2 separate regions of the Gossypium hirsutum genome follow, and region 1 is linked to region 2. The links are chromatin contacts, called in public Hi-C maps. All regions are on one chromosome and are shown on one strand. The core of a region is the stretch at or near the end of the contact, and the rest is flanking DNA. Distances in the headings are between cores, read along the strand shown.

Region 1 (3,386 bases), core at 835-3,334, 44 kb before region 2:
TGGTTTGAGTTAAAATAGTAGTAAAGTTCAGATGAATTATCAAAGGATCAAATGATTGAAACAGACAATATGACCAACACTTTGTAGATTTTGGACATTACAACCTAAGGCAGCCACTTATTGATTCCTCGACAGAACAAAGCTAAGCAATAAAATCAGCCGGTTAGGATATTAGCTAAAATCACACAGCAGGTATCATTAAGTTATTTAAGTCTCAGGAACATGAATTTTCAGCTATACAGATTGGAAAACTTCGTGCACCACCAAGGAGGGCCCTCACTTTAACAGGGATGAGAAGACATTCAGCTGGAAAAAAGGCGTCCTTAAGTTCTCTAAATCTTTACTAAAATTAAAAGAGGAGGCAAGTTTGGTTGATTTAAGCAATAACCCCTTCCAACAAAGTCCCTCCAGCCAAAACAAACAGATAACCAAAGCACTTGAAATCCCCCCAAAATAGATAAATGAAGCATGCACATAAATGAGCATAAGCGTGCATCCATTAAATAAATAAAAAAGGGCACGGGATTTCAATAATTATCCATTAATGCACTGAGCCATGCAGAATTAAGTGAAGACTTTATTGATTTAAGGTTTACTTCATGCCTAGCATGGGAATGGGTAGGCTAAGTTCTTATTTAATTTCATATTTATCAATTACTCGACCTTTTTAATTAAAGGATAGAACAATCAGTTGGATTTATCATATATGAAGAGGATTAAACAACTCAATCAAAAGGCAAAAGGATGGTATAATCCCAAAACAATAGCGTTACACAAAATAGGGCTAGAGCATTAAAATTACAAGATAAAGATATTTCATTAACCAATCCATATGCACCAACTGAAACCTAAATGCAAAGAACTCTTACAAATTGAACCCATATTTTAAGATGTACAAAACATACCTGTTGACAACACCTTCACAGATGCACCAGTGCTCTCTTGTAATGACTTAATTAAGGAGCCTTGCTTTCCGATTAAACTGATTGCTTGCGTAGAAGCTACCAACAACCGGATCGAACAAAATGCAGCTCCGGCTGCTTTAGCATCCCCATCATTGTCCGGCAATCCAGCAACACGTTTAAAAACTCTTATAGCAGCATCCATTGCAGGCGAAAGAGGCGCCTCTGGTGCTTCCTTTCCAGATACTAGCACCTACAAGAAAAAGCCAATAAATTCAAGGAACCAGAACAAGGGTAGCTAGATTTACATAAATCTCACAATGGACAGAGTACTTACTATTTGCTCCAAAAACAAATCTTTGCCTACAAACAATAGTTCTACTTCTCTATACAGTAATAGTTACAAAAGGGTACCTAGATTTACATAAATCTCACAATGGGAAACCATCCTATTAAGCTCAGTTGTTACTTTACTGCAATTTTTCGCTACCAAAAAGAAAAAAAAAACGAAATTTTTTAACTTTTTCGAATCAAGAGATACAAGATTTGCATCAATATAGATTAATTAGGCCTAAAGTTTCTCTTCTTTTACCCTTAGCTCGTTTTTTCATTATCAAACATATTATAAACTAAAGAGAGCCCAATGAATCGACTACTGTGAAAGAGAAAATGAGGAAAATATTTTAAGGTAAAAATTAAAAAAGAAAAAAAAGAAAGGGCGTTTACAATTCGATCGGGAGTTCCAACAGCACCATCAAGTACGCGGATACGGGCCCGGGTTTCCTCGCACATCTTCTTGATAAGCTCGCCTTTACGGCCAATTATGCTGCCCACTTTAGAAACCGGCACGATGAGCCGAAAAACGCAGTGACCCGGCCAGCCAGGCCACTTCTCTACTGCTGGGTTATTAGCGGTCGTTTCTGAAGGGTTTACGGCTGATGGGTCGGCTACTATAGCCGTGTTGTTCGGTGCTTGGGTCTTTGCCGAACCGTTCTCCGAGGCGTCGGCGATTTCCATGGCGGGAATTTTTTACTTGCAAGAGCTGGTCGGGGCTTCGAAAAAGAGGTTTCTACTTCGACTTGCTTGAGAAAATAAAACGGTGTTCGTCAATTACGACGGAGGTGTTTATAATAGATAAAGTCGGGTCAGGTTTGTGTTGATTTAAAATAAGCTAACATTCATAAATCTATATCTAAAATAATTTTATTTAATAAAAATAATAAATATTAATTTAAGGGTATTTTTATCTTCTTATATAAAATCGAAAAAAATGTAAGCTTATAATAAAATCTAAACTATGCTTGACTATGATTTGGCTACTCGTTTAGATCCGAAGGTCTATCTGAAAAGTTAAAATATTTGAGAAAAAATATAAGCCCAAAAATAAATTTAGATAAAAAAATTTAAGGCCATTTTCTAAAGGGTTGAACCTCGAGTATGATATTTTTGACCCGTGAACTTTTTTTCACTTTTTGTTGTTATGTTATTATTTTACTACTGTTTCGCTATTATATTACCACTATTTTGTTGTTAATGTTTGAATATTGTATAACTCTTGTTTTATTGATAATTTTGTTACTATTTTTGAGACATTTACTTGTTAAGTAGCTACCTATCTTAGTGTTACTTAAATATGAGGATTTTTTTTAATTTATTTTTAATTTGTTGAAATTTATTTATTTTAATGTTTTTAGTGTATTTGGTATATTATATTTTTAAAATTTGTTTTTATATAAAAAAATCAAAAATAATTAATACTGGCGGGTCAGGTCGAACTCAGGTTTAACATTTTTAATTTAGGTCGACCCAGCCCGAAAATGGGCCTAAAATTCTACTTCAACCCTGTCCAAACTAGCCCATGATCATGTCTAATTTGAACCCAATACACCATCATATACACTCTTCTTACTTTATCGTTCCTGCTAATACAATATTTAATTTTTATGTCAATTTTTAGTAAATATATTGCACAACCATTTTCACTCAAGATCACTAAACTATTCACAAGTGTATGTTGATGACATTTAACTTCAAGATGTTGCAAAATAATAATTGAACTATATGAAAGTTTTCATTTAAGTCATTGAACTATTTGAACTTTTTTAGTTAAGTTACAGTAATGTTAATTGTTTTTTAGCTCGGCTGGCTAGTTCCAAGTGATGAGTTGACGATCAATGAGGTTGATCGATACTCATCAATGAGTAGTAGAACATGCATTAAATCCAAATCGATTTGATAGTCAGTGTCGAAGATCAAAAAATAAATTATTTGGGCTTTAATTCGTAGATTCGTAACGTTTAATGTTGTTTCATGAAAAAATGAGCCATAGAAGAGAATAATAATGAAATCTTTCGATTGGTGCAAGCGGAGTGAATAGAAAAGGTCATACAATAGCGACTTTAACAACACAATAACTTAAATGAAATCTTTCTAATGGTTTGGTGATCATTTTGTAACTTTTTTAAATTTTAATAACTAAAACGT
Region 2 (3,205 bases), core at 120-2,619:
GCATTTACTTTAGATTGTTCTTGATGCTACGTTGTTTTATCTTGTTGTGCAGGCTATTATCGTTGAGTTTCTTGGGAAGTTTGCTAAAACTGAGAAGCTTAGCTGGCAGCTGTGGCTGGTATCGATTGGTATCGGTTTTATCAGGTTGGTGGCTTTTCCAATGGCAGATTCAAAGTTAAAATTATTTTTTGAAAATCATGTTCTTCAAAGTTCATCATCTTACTATTGATTTCATTTTTAAATCAGTTGGCCCCTTGCTATCCTTGGGAAGTTCATACCGGTTCCAGAAACTCCAGTCAGTCGGGTCTTTTCTAGGATGTTCTACCGTCGAAGAAATCAAAGTAAGGATCTCCATTTCTGTATATATTAGACATGTGAATTTTGGCCTGGAACCCAAAAGTAGACCTGATTAACCCGATCCAAACCCGATTTCACCACAGGGCGCCAACAATCCATATAAAAAAATGCCTGAGCCCACCCAAAATTTCCCAAACTTGACCCATTATGACCTGAACAAGTAACTTGAGAAAAATCAACTAGAAAACAATCAAAACTGATCAAAAAATAATAAAAATCTAAAATGATCTGAATCCTGGGTTATTTTGAAAATTTTACCCAACTTCAACCCGAGTCGCACAACCTATTGTGCACGTGTGCAAGTAACTTAAAATGACCCCACCAGAACTGATCCGAGTCCGAAATCCCGAAGTTACACAAACCTAAAATGATCCAATGAAGATTGGATGGATTTAAAAGCAAGTTGACGTAGTTTATTCTTATTTAAGATCATTATGCCTTAATTTATTGATTTGAACTGAGATGTTTCAGGTAGTCAAAAGCATGAGGACTCAAATGCTACATCTATAAGAAATTGAAAAGGGAATGTTTGTCTATAGGTGTGTGTGATACTGATGTATTTTGCCATTTTCCCCCTCCTTTTCGGATGACAACAAATGTTAACACAAAAAAACTGAACATACATACGGAGAATTTCAAGACTGCCGGCTTCACATGTTTCGGATTCTTTTTTTCCTTTTAACAGAAGTCTTGAATTGGAGTTGTTTTTCTATTACATGATGATATTTTAGTTAGAGCTGGTAAATACCAAAGCATCATACCCCTGTTTCTAAATCCTTTCCTATTGCGTTTTCCCTATATTTGATTTATTCGTTTGTTTTTTTATTTTTAAAAAAAGGGTGCTATTTATAGATAAAAATAAAGAACTGCAGATGTCTTCTTGATTTCATTAATTAAAAATGTTCCCAGTTTCGTTTTTTTTGATCTGTCTTTTGTCTCTTCGATATGTTGTTCGGGATTTGCGCACTTTTTAAAATTTTAGAACTACTTCCATTTAATTTGAAAAAATAATTTGCCAGTGCACACAAGTTATCGCGCATATATTTAGGGATAACGGCAGCTTTTACCCCTATACTGTACCAAATCTTTCAATGTGGTACTGGTATTTTCAATATTTTCAAAATTGTTCGTGTCTCTGCTACCTTAACGGCGTTAATTGGTCCAATTATTGGTTGGCACTTGGAGGGGAAAAATTAAACAGTCAAAGTCCAAGGACTTTAAAATAATTATACCAGGTTTTATTTTTATACTTTTTTCCCTCTGGTATGTTTTTCATGTCTTCTTCCTCAGCCCAAGTTGCTGCCGGCGGTTGTTCTCTTTTCTTGTGAAAAGTGGCACCGGAGTGTAGCTCTACGTCACACTTTCAATAGCTCAACATTAGACTAAGGGTGAGCAAAACTCGATTCGACTCGAAAAAATTTAAAAAAATTCGAATTTCGAGTTAAACGAATCGAGTTATTCGAGTCAACTTGAATTTTTTTTTTGAATTTCAAGTTCGAATCGAGTTGAGTTTTCGAATTCGAATAACTCGAATAATTCGAATAATTCGAATATTAAACTATAGTATTTTACATTTTTACCCCAAACTCTTAAATCTTTTTACTTTTCCCTCGAAATTTTTACTCCTTCCTACTTTCCCCCAAAACTTTTACTCCCCTTCTATCCCAAACCCCCAATCTACCCAAAATCTATTTCCCACCAAAATTTTACGCTCCCATTTACTTTTTCTCAAAATTTTTTATTTTCCCCCATAATTTTTACTCCCTCCCACTTTCCCCCTAAAACTTTTACTTCCTTCCAATCCCACCTCCCATCTTCCCCAAATCCATCCCCCCCAATTTTTTTTTTAATATTTTCCCTCTAAAATTTTACTCCCTCTATTTACTTTCCCTCAAAATTTTATCTCCCAAAACTTTTTATTTTCCCCTTAAATTTTTACTTCTCACCTTTTACTCTCAAATAAAAAATCAAAATTATCCAAAAAAAACCACTAAACATAAATAGTAATAATTTTATTTATATCTACTATTTATATTATTAAATTAAATTTCACATTTTGTATTATTTATATTATTAAATTGTTTAGTCATATTGAACATTTATATTAAAATTAAATTATTAATTATGACATTAAATATTCATGTTAAAATTTTATATTGATATTCACATTTTATCTTTAAAATAACTTTTATTAAAAAATCATATTTTTACATTTAATATATTTTTTAATTCCAAAATACATAGTGACAATAATCTAGAGATAATTGAAAAAACTAAGCAAGCAAATAAGCTAACCCGTATATAAAAGATTAATAAATAAATTGTGAGGTGATGAAAGTTAATAAAAATTTTGATTAAGGTAGATAAATTTTATTATGATGGGTGACAGTGATTACAAGGACCCAAAATTATTTTTTAAAATTTAACTCGAACAAATAAATTAGATTCGAATTTCATCTCACTCGACTCGATTCGAGAAAATTTCAAATCAAATTAGGATGATAAAATATGATTCGTCAACTCGATTAACTCGAAATATTTTCATTCGATTCAATTCGATTCGATCGAACGCTCACCCTTACATTAGACATCTCGAAAAACCTTTTAATAGTCATGAAAATTTTCCAAAATTTTGAACTTCTCTAGCTGACCGTTCAATTGTTGTGTAACTTAGACAATAACTTTTTCTTATATGAATTAATTGGAGAATATCGATTAAATTTATGATTTTCTGATTTTGATAATTTTTTTTTAATTTAGAACTTGATTTTTCAATTTAGTTTTTAAATTTAAGTTCTATTAAGATGTGACAATTTGATATTTTGAGAGATCAAGGTACTGTAGAAAT

What was found. A called contact is a pair of places that touch in the nucleus more often than the background predicts.
Region 1: a contact with region 2 is called in a Hi-C map of anther, with 1.9 times the contacts expected there. The contact joins the promoter of LOC121204873 here to the enhancer-like site in region 2. A contact is called at or near these places in 2 of 34 Hi-C or Micro-C datasets (anther and leaf).

What each region holds. Positions count from the first base shown.
Region 1 is chrA08:2,176,566-2,179,951 of Gossypium_hirsutum_v2.1, reverse strand. It overlaps LOC121204873 (RNA-binding KH domain-containing protein PEPPER), which reads right to left and starts at 2,084. Exons shown (of 6, transcript XM_041075592.1): 1 at 1,629-2,084; 2 at 906-1,155. The coding sequence starts at 1,919.
Region 2 is chrA08:2,132,190-2,135,394 of Gossypium_hirsutum_v2.1, reverse strand. It overlaps LOC107926244 (calcium-transporting ATPase 10, plasma membrane-type), which reads left to right. Exons shown (of 36, transcript XM_041075588.1): 34 at 53-144; 35 at 247-341; 36 at 829-1,131. The coding sequence ends at 875. Among protein-coding and RNA genes, the nearest start is that of LOC107926244, 15 kb to the left of the region's middle. Within about 2 kb of position 1,369, at least 4 of the 9 cell types and tissues checked have an H3K27ac peak or open chromatin away from gene starts, as enhancers often do.